Regions from separate parts of the Capra hircus genome. Here region 2 is linked to region 1. Evidence: chromatin contacts called from public Hi-C data. All regions are on one chromosome and are shown on one strand. The core of a region is the stretch at or near the end of the contact, and the rest is flanking DNA. Distances in the headings are between cores, read along the strand shown. Region 1 has its middle 7.6 kb from the start of GPR3. Region 2 holds the start of AHDC1 (AT-hook DNA-binding motif-containing protein 1).

Region 1 (5,026 bases), core at 2,124-4,623:
GCAGGGCCAGGAGCCCATCCCATCCTCGGTGGGCTTGGCTCTCGGCCCCCATCCCATCCTCGGTGGGCTTGGCTCTCAGCCCCCTCCTTGCTTCTGGCTCCAGGGCCCAGAGGGCCAGCCTCATTTGTGGTGGACCCTCACGCCGTTGAGTCCTCTGTCTCTGTGTAGCTGTGAGGTGGCGCTCAGACATTTCTGGAAGCCTGCATCTTCAGTCTCGGCCTTGAGTCCTGGGCCCACATGAGGGTGTCTGAGCCTGTCCCCGGGTTGGGGTGTGTGTGCAAGGTGGGGCCCATTGGCTTCTCCTTCCTCCTGGGATTCTGCAGCTACATCTCAGGTCCTCCCTGTACCCCAAGTCTGTGTTTCCTCCAGGAAGCCTCCCTGGCTCAGCCCTCCTGTGGCCGTGAAGATGAAGTTTATACACCTCACTACACTTCTCCTTAGTAAATATTTACAGGGAAGTTTTACCTTCCTCATCAGAATGGGGGCCTCTGAAGGCTGTGTCCCAGCTCCAACTGAAGGTCCCTGAGAGAAGGGACATGTCTGCCCCTCAAATTGAAGCCGTCTGTGTCTCTTTCAGGCTGACTTCTCAGCCTGGGGCTGCTCATCACGTGTGCGTGCACGTGTGCGTGTATGCCTGTGTCTGTGTTTTTCGGGGTGGGGAGTAGCCAAGCCTTCCAGCCTCTCTGCCTTAGCCAGCTGTCCAACTCCATGCCTGATCCCCCCAAGTGATTGAGGCCCAGGAGGGTGAGCTGGGCAGTGGGGGCTCCCTGGCTTGGAGGAGGCAAAGGCTGGGGCCCGGAACCCTGCCTTCCTGCAGGGGTAGGCCTTAGGGTGGGGCTGGGGCCCTTCTCTCCTCCCCTTCTTCCCAGGTCCTGTGGAGGGGGCAGCCCCCACCAGGGCCATGACCGCTTCTCCCTGCAATAAGTGAGGAGACAGCAGCTATTAATATAAGATGAGTTCACGGGCTCACAGCTTCTGCAGGCTGGAAAACAGGCTCCTGGGGCCGGGGGCTGCGGCAAGTCTCGTCTGTCAGATTTTCTCCTGGAGCCTGAAACCTGCCAACCCCACACCCCGCAACTCCCTACATGCGGAGACGTGTGCACACAGGCACACATGCGGGGGTCCAGGTTCCTGGCTGTTGAGAGAAGACCCACACATGCACACACACCCAGACACGCACGTATGATCAGTGCGTCTGCACACCGGTATGAACACCTGTGCACACAGATATATCACATGTACACAGACCATGTCAACCTCAGGTGCACATGTTCTCATGCAGAAGCACACACCTAAATGTATGCACATGCCCCTGCACAAATACGTACGCACAGACACACAGACTTGTATATACATGTGTGCACACAGGTCCAGGCACGCTTGCATACCCAGACTGATCTACACACCATGGCACAGACACAAAACTGCCCGTGTGCATACAGATGGCATCAGTCATGTACACACATGTGCACACAGGACAACATTCAAGGACTTGTACATGTACATATATGTGTACATGCATGTCTTTTGCACACAGTGTACAGTCACACAGGCTCCTCACTGTCAGTGTTCAGCAATCATGAATTCACAGGCAGACCCTTGCTTTCCAGCACTAACCGGCTGGCTCAGCCTCCCCTCCCCCCAGCCTCATGACATGCAGCTCAGGCGCCTGCCAACCCTAATGTCTGCCCTTGGCTTCCCACCCCCCGGGGGGTCCCCAGATCCCTGATTAACCCCCTCACTAATTGGCCACCAGCCCCTTGACTTTGCTGCAGGCCTTCTCGGGAGCTGGGAGCGAGAGGCTGCAAATTGGCCAAGCAGGTTGGGTCTGGGGAATAGAATGTGAGGCAGGGCGGGGGTGCTATGAGCTCAGTGCTGAGCTGGAGCCAGGCAGGGTGCCCCTATACCAGGACTGGGGGGCCAATGGCATCGTACCCTCGTGGGAGGGCACTTAGGATTCACATGCATCCAGTCACCTGAGCCTTCGCTGCACGCACTTTCACACACACTAGTCATGTGGGTGGACATGCTCCAGCCCATTTCACACAAATGCATGTGAACATTTGCACACACCCACACTCAGGAAAAACCCCATTAATCAAAATCTTACATGTTGATAAATTCACCTGTCAGATACAGAGACCACTGATATATGTACCTCCAAACACACTTCACCTAAATGCCCAAATGTGTCACATGTATATCTGCTTGCAAACACAAATTTACTTGCTCTACATGCCTATGAATGTACACCTCGGTCTACCTGTAGGCATGTGAGAACACACATCCACACCTGTACATGCACACCCAGAATGCAGGCATGTGTGTGCCTACCATGATGGACCCCCAAACAGCCACAGAATAAGAACTCCCACAGCCAGCCACCAGCTTTGTGGAGGAACAGGGAGTTTGAAGTTCCTGCGGTCTACAGGGAGAGGGGTGTGTGTTGGGGGCGGGGAGTGGTGGAACTTGCCTAATACCTAAGCCCAGTACTCCCTCTGGGTTCTCCTCAGCCTCGGGGCTCCCAGACAGGACAGAGGTTCTGGCTTTGCTTTTCTAGTTCCTGTCTCCTTGGCTCTGGGCCTGAGCCCACAGCGAGTTCTGCTTTCTTGCAGACTGCCAGGGGCATTGGAAAGCAGAGGGTTTCTACTTTCATGCCTGCTGCCAACTTGCTGTGTGACTTTGGGCAAGTTGCTGTACCTCTCTGTGTGTCTGCCTTTCCAACTGTAAACTAGGAATAAAAAGCTTGGTATTGGCTGTCCTTCCGGGATTGCCTGAGGAGTCCATGGGTTCATCTTTATGGATGTGCTTTACTCAGGCACACGTCTGGGAGAGGTTAGTTCCCAAGACAGCGAGACACGAGTTGTGGTGGGGGGTCGGTGTTGGGCAGAATACCTAATCCTGTGCGACTTCTCACTGAACAGGGGAGGGAGCTGAGGCCCAGAGGGAGCTGCAAGGTGGGAGCTAGAAAACCTGGCCTGACTTCTCAGCCAGGAAATCTTCTCCTCCTTATATACATACACAGGGCATGAGCAGGTGTGTGCACAATCCCCCAGGTAAGGGCAGGGATGCCTGCCTGCTGCGGTGGGAAGGTGTCTCTGCAGAATGCCTGCCACCATGGTACCAAGCATTCTACCAGGAAGAGATTCTTTTGGGCATGAAAGGCTTATTTTTTTGTCCTCTAGCTTCAGACCCCTCATAAGACACTTCTCCTGGGGCTAAGGCTGGCTTTGGGGAGCACCTGAGACATCTCCTAGCTTCCAGATCTAGGAGGGAACTGGCTGACAATCACCCTGGAGCAGCACTTACAGAAGTGGTGCCAGGTTGCCCTGGCCACCAGGCGGCCAGGAGGGGGCAGTGAGGAGCTGGCAGAGGCAGCACAGGAGGGGTGGCTCCTGAGGACTGTGTGGTTTGCTTGCGCTTGTGATCCTGTAACCATGTGCTGCTCTGTGCTCTTGTTTGCACAAAGATAGGATTCTGTGTGCACGTGTCTCCATGTCTGAGTGTGCACAAATGCCAGCATCTGAACAGGTGTGCGCATATACTGAAGCTGTGTCTGTTGGAAGCCCCTGCCCATACACAGGGAGACCACTGTGTTCCAGGCAGTTGAGGGCACAGGGCACTTCTAACTCTAAAGGTCTAGGATAGCAGGGCCCCCAGTCCAGCTCACTTATTGCAAAGCGAGAGCAAAATCAACCATCATTTATAAAACTAGGCACCAGCGGGTAGGTAGGGCAGTCTGTAACAGAAAACCTTTCACACACCCCTCTGACACCAAAGACCATGATCCTCGATGGAAAGATTCTGAAAATGGTTTGCGCTGCGTGGTGGGCAGAACACGAGACCCCTGCGCGAACTGCAGCTCTGCTTTTGGCCGGCTATGTGGTCTTAGGCAACTCAACCTCTCCGAATCATGTTTCTCAAGCGTCAAGTGGGACCCTTGGTTGGTGAAATAAAGCATGGGCAGTCTCGGGCAGGTAGCAGTTGAATGCTCCTTCTTTTCACGACTAGCCCAAAGAGCTGAAGCTCCCAAGTGGAGGAGCTGGAATTTAAGTCAGACTCCCAGCTGCCCAGAACCACATTCCTTCCCTCCAATTCTCCAGCAAGGGCGGCTCCCGACACCACCATTTTGTCTTCTCCCAGGGCGGGCGTCTGGCTGCCTGTCAGTCACCGACCTCGCGAAGCCAAGTGCTGACTAAACACAGGCCTGAGCAGGAGGGTGGGGTGAGGGGCTCCGCCAGGGCCAGCAGCTCCCGCGCCCCCTCCCCTGCACCCCCACCCCCAGCGATGAGCTCAGAGTGGCTGGCGCAGCACTTGCTGACGATTCAAAACTTCTGCCCCCTCTCCTGGGATGCCAGTGGGTGACTCTCTCGCAACAGCAGGCGTGACCAGCCGAGTCACCAACCCAGCTCCCACCCCTCTCCCGGGGCCGCCCCACACCGTCTGTCTGCTGGGCTCAGAACAGGGAGTCCGCTCATCAATTACCCCCGGGGACAGCTACTCGCAGCAGCTGTGCTCGGAACAACCGTTGCTTCCTGGGTAGGTCATTTTTTTAGGGTCAGAAGAGAAACTCAGACCTGTCGCCTTCCCAGGCAGGAGAGAGAGGGGGCGTGCGGCAGCCTAACCCTTTTATCGGATTCCATTGTAAGTCGTTCTATTTAAGGTAAGTTGCTCGGGTCTGAGAGGCAGACAAGATGCCGGCCAGATGCTGGCAGGCAGCATCAGCATTCTCCTGCCTGATGTGAGGCGCCCCCCCCCCCCCCGCCCTCCCCTGCCCCAGCACACCCTTCCCAGGCAGCTGAGGTGGCCTCCACGTGCCCCCCCACCATGGGTCTCCTCCTAAATCAACACCCCCACCTCCCACACAAGGCGCACCAGCCACAGGCAGAGGCCCCGGGCCTCCGAGCCCACCCACACCGACCTTCCTCTGGAGCTCTGGCCACCACCTGTGGCTATCAATGTTGCCCCCTTGGAACTGCTTCTCCCATTACACAGATACAAGTGCGTGCTCACACGCGCACACACA
Region 2 (4,450 bases), core at 171-2,670, 170 kb after region 1:
GTGAGCCGACTTTGTTCGCCAGGTAACCGGGCACGCGGCCCAACCCCTCCGGCCCCGGCCGCCCCCAAATCCCTCCTCCGCCCCACACCCCCTCCGGGTCATTAGGTCCCCGCCCCTCAACTCCCAGAGCACAAGCGGAACCTTGGGATTTGGGGGTTGGAGGGGAGGGGCTCCTCCCCTCCGCAGTCTCCCCCTTTCCCAGCGCCGTTCCTAAAATCCAGCCTTGTTCTCCGCTCCCACGGTCCCCCCCTTCACCCACCCCCCCCCACATTCTCAGCAAGCTGGAGAGCAAATTGCAGTTTTAAATCCAAAGACGGAGGGAGGGGGAAGGAGGAGGGGGCGCGCGGCAGCGCTGGGCGCGCACCTCGCCCCCGAGCCGGGGGAGCCGCGGGGCGGCCAGGAAACCCGAGAACCCCCCCTCCCCGCCCCCCCTTCTCGTCCACCTCCCCCTCCCCCTTCCCGGCGCTGCCTGCCAGGCTTCGAGCCGAGCCCAGCCGAGCCGCGGGCCCCGGTGGAAACAAAGACCGATCGCACCGCGGGCACCGCAGCCACGGGGTCCGGCGGACCGGACCGGGGCGCGCGGAGGGGGCGCGGGGCCCCCCCGGTGCGCTGCACAAAAGAGCCCGGCCGGCCGGTCCCCAGCGGGGGTCTAGGGCTGGGGAGGAGGCGCCACTCACCGGAGTGCTGGGCTGCCGGCTCCGTGGGTCCGAGCCAGGCGAGGGGCTTCGGGGGGCGTCTGTTTTCCGGCGGCGGCAGCGACGCGGGCGCCCGGCAGCTGGGGAGAGGAGTCGTGGAGGAGCCCTGAGCCGCCCGCCGTTGCTGACAGCATGGCTCGCGCCTCGGCTCACATTCTCCGCCGCTAACTCCGCTGGACCCGGCCCCCCAGCTCCCGCGGCGCCCCCCACCTCGATCACTCCTTCGTTCTCTCTCTGCGCCCCCTTGCTCCCCCCACCACCACCACCGCGCACACACTCTCACAGCCCTGGACACCCCCGCCCCCACCCCCCCCAATTGCAAACCTGGGAGGGAACGCGCCCCGCGTAGTCCTCCTCCTGCTCCTCCTCCTCCGCCCTCCTCCCTCCCGCTCTCTTCTGGCTGTCTGTCTGTCCCTCTGACTGTCTCAATCTCTCGCTCCCTCTGCCTTTCTCTGCTCTCAGAGCTGGGTGGGAAAAGGAAATGAGGACAGAAAGCAGACGCTGGCTTTGGGTGGTGGTAGCTGGATTCCCTCTCTCCCTCCCTCCCCCTCCTCCCCTCCCTCCTCCTGCCTTCTGCTCTCTCCGCGGCGAGCGGGGCTGAGCGCAGCCTGGCGGGTGGCTCGCGTTGCCCGCCCGCCCGCCTGTCTGTCTGTCTGGTCTGCCTCGCTCGCTCCCTCCCCTCGCCGTCTCTCGCCCTCGCCCTGCCTGCCTGCCTGCCTGCCTCTCTCCGTCTCCGCCGCCGCCGCCGCTGCCTCTGCGAGCTCGCCTTACCTTCGCCGCTCACCATCCGGAACCCCAGGGGGGAGCGCGCGCGCGGCTCGCCGGGACTTGTAGTCCCCGCCTCGGCCGCTCCGCGCGCGGGGCGGGCGGGGCGGCGCCGGCAGCTCCGACGGCGCGGCCGGGAGCCTTCAGGGGGCACCCAGCGCCCGAGCCCTCGCGCGCTTCCTCTTTTACCAAAGGGGGATTGCGTTCTTCCCTAAGGATCACCAACGTTCCCCACGTTCCTCGTCCCGCTGCGGGGGTCTCTGGCCGGAGCGGAGGTTGCGGGTGGGAGTGAAGGGGCGGGGTCTGAGAATGGAAAGAGTAGAATGGGGGAATCGAGGGACTAGCTAAAAGGGCTTGAGACTTTCTGGGGCGTCCCAATTAAATGAGAGAGGAAGAGGTAAGAGGAGACGGCCGGCTCCCTGAATCTGGAGGCGTTCTCCCTTCATGAGAAGGTTACCTATTGAGTAAAGCGCAAGGGTTGATGGAGAGAGGGCTGCTCCAGAAAACTCAAAGCCCGCCCGCACCTCCTCCTCCTCTCAGGGACCCCCAATCTCAAGTTCTGAGCTCTGGGTTTAGCCACCTCCACCAAAGACTAGTTTTTCTAGAAGTCCGAGGAAGACAAGAGCATGAAGTCCTGGATTCTCCACAGATCTCTCTCTCTGTCAGACACACATACACACACAAAACCTTGCCTTCCTGAATTCGACTGAACTTCTTCCTGGTGTCAGGAAGCAGCATTCAGATTCAACAGTTCAGAGCTCCTGCTGGGCCCAGGGGGCTGGACTCAGCACATTCACCTACCTCCTCTGCAGGTCACATCTGTTATCCAGCCCCTAGCTCCGGCCCCCTGCCTGGCCTATCCCCACAGATGGGAATGTGCACTGCCAGGGCCTGGTTACCAAGGAGAGGTCTTTGGACAGTGCAAGAAGGAGAACCGCTGCTGCTGCCACTTTCTGAACACCGCAGGGCTCCTGAGTCCTGCAAAGACCTGGTAGAATGATTTTGTTATCACTTCCATTTTAGAGATGAGGGCACTGAGGCCCATGACCCCGACTGAAGAAGTTGGTAGAGCCCGCCTGGACCAGGGTCTGTTCCGTTCCAAAGCTCACTGCTTAACCTCTGGGTCAAGCAGGGAGCTGTGACTTCCAAGCTCTCCATCTGACCTTCTCTCCCGGCGTCTGTGTGTCCTCCCTTGGCACTTAAATTCGACAAATGTTAACTGAGGTGTGCAGGGCTCACAGGGGACACGGAGATGAATAATGCATGGTGGCTGTCCTGTCCCCGGCGTCTACCAGCACCAGCCCCGACTGGTCCTGTGCTAGTCCCACTTCATCTATGTGTCTGACATTCCTTTGTCCAATGTCTGCTGGCTTTTCCTGTCTTGCCCTGTGTCTGAAGTCCCTTCAGCAGTGCCTTTGTCCTTGGCCCACCCGTTTCGGACTCTTCCTTTGGCCCTGCAGGGTGATACGAGGTGATGGCCAGCGTGTGACAAAAGGCAGGTGGTGTCGTTTTGCCAGCAGCAGCTCCCTGTCACCACCTGCAAGCCCCTCCTCTAAGACAAAAAAGTGGGGGGGATCTGGGGGACACTCTGTTGGCCCTTTGCAGGGAGTGGGGGCACCACAGCCATGGAAGAGGTCTAGGGCTCTAAATAGTTCCATCTATTGATCTGGCATCATCGGGCTGCTGACCAGCTGCAGAGGCACCCATTTGGGAGTAGCTTCTCCTTACAGGCAAGCCCTGGGTTCAAAGATTTATCAATTGAATGGGAACCATTGTAAGATCAGATATTAACGAAAGAAAGCAATGGTTAAAGTTGTTAGGGGCCCTTTGCAGCTCCCCAGCCTGACCTAAAGTTACACAAATAGATGAGGCTTTGGCATCTTGCCCCAGCTGGTCCCCCACGGGTGAGACTTTAGCATTGGGGAGGCTAGGAAAGGCCCAGGTTCCCCTTTCTTTCACACCCTCACAACATCCTTACCTATTAGGCTCTGCCCCACGGCATAAAGACCCCATCTAAGCTGAATCAAGTTTGAGGCAGGAACTGGGGGGCAATTCAGGATGGCTTCTGGGAGATAGGGAGCCCAAGGTGGAGTGGGATGAAGAGGAGTTTGGGAAAGACACGGGAGAGGAGAGATTAGGTGATGAGGTACAGGGGCCAAGATTAGCAGGGCCCATGGCTCTGTAAGTGAGAGGGGAATAGAAGTTAGGTAGGGTTGTCCATGCACATCCCTCCCACCTCAGGCTGCTTGAGCAGCCCCCTTCCCAGGGAGGTTGAGTGCTCTTAGCCCCCAAGGTGTTGGGCATTGCTGGAAAGCAAGCACTACAGGGTTTCCCAGTCATCTGGGGACTGGTCTTTCTCTTGGAGCCTCTTTAAATTGTATTTTGGAGAGGGTTGGGGGGGGAGTCCTCCCCAAACTCAAGCAAAGTCTTCTTGTGGGTGGCTGCTGCCACCTAGTGTCCAACTGCTATATCTGTTTACCGGCATAGTCTGAAGGGGTCTCAGTTCAGTCGCTCAGCGGTGTCCGACTCTATGCAACCCCAAGGACTGCAGCACGCCAGGCTTCCCTGTCCATCACCTACTCCCAGAGTTTACTCAGACTCATGTCTATTAAGTCGGTGATGCCATCCAACCATCTCATCCTCTGTCGTCCCCTTCTCCTGCCTTCAATCTTTCCCAACATCAGGGTCTTTTCAAATGAGTCAGTTCTTTGCATCAGGTGGCCAAAGTATTGGAGTTTCAGCTTCAGCATAAGTCCTTTCAATGAATATCCAGGGCTGATTTCCTTTAGGATGGACTGGGGGCTACCCGGTCTTTAAAAACAGCATCTGAAGTAGCCACAGGCTGGGCAGGGTAGCTGTAAACTCCCAGAGAGAGCAGACTTGAAGGAGAGGAAGAACCTAAATCTTCCGTTTCTAGGTTCAGCTCACTGCAACCACTTTTGTCTCAATGTAAGCAGAAGGTGTTATGTAGCTAGACCTAGGAAATAGAA

Evidence for each region. A called contact is a pair of places that touch in the nucleus more often than the background predicts.
Region 2: a contact with region 1 is called in a Hi-C map of blood, with 2.5 times the contacts expected there. The contact joins the promoter of AHDC1 here to the enhancer-like site in region 1. A contact is called at or near these places in 2 of 5 Hi-C or Micro-C datasets (both in blood).

The regions. Positions count from the first base shown.
Region 1 is chr2:10,078,683-10,083,708 of ARS1.2, forward strand. No RefSeq gene overlaps it. Among named protein-coding and RNA genes, the nearest start is that of GPR3, 7.6 kb to the left of the region's middle. Within about 2 kb of position 3,374, at least 4 of the 5 cell types and tissues checked have an H3K27ac peak or open chromatin away from gene starts, as enhancers often do.
Region 2 is chr2:10,251,769-10,256,218 of ARS1.2, forward strand. It overlaps AHDC1 (AT-hook DNA-binding motif-containing protein 1), which reads right to left and starts at 1,421. Exons shown (of 7, transcript XM_018056783.1): 1 at 1,020-1,421; 2 at 678-775.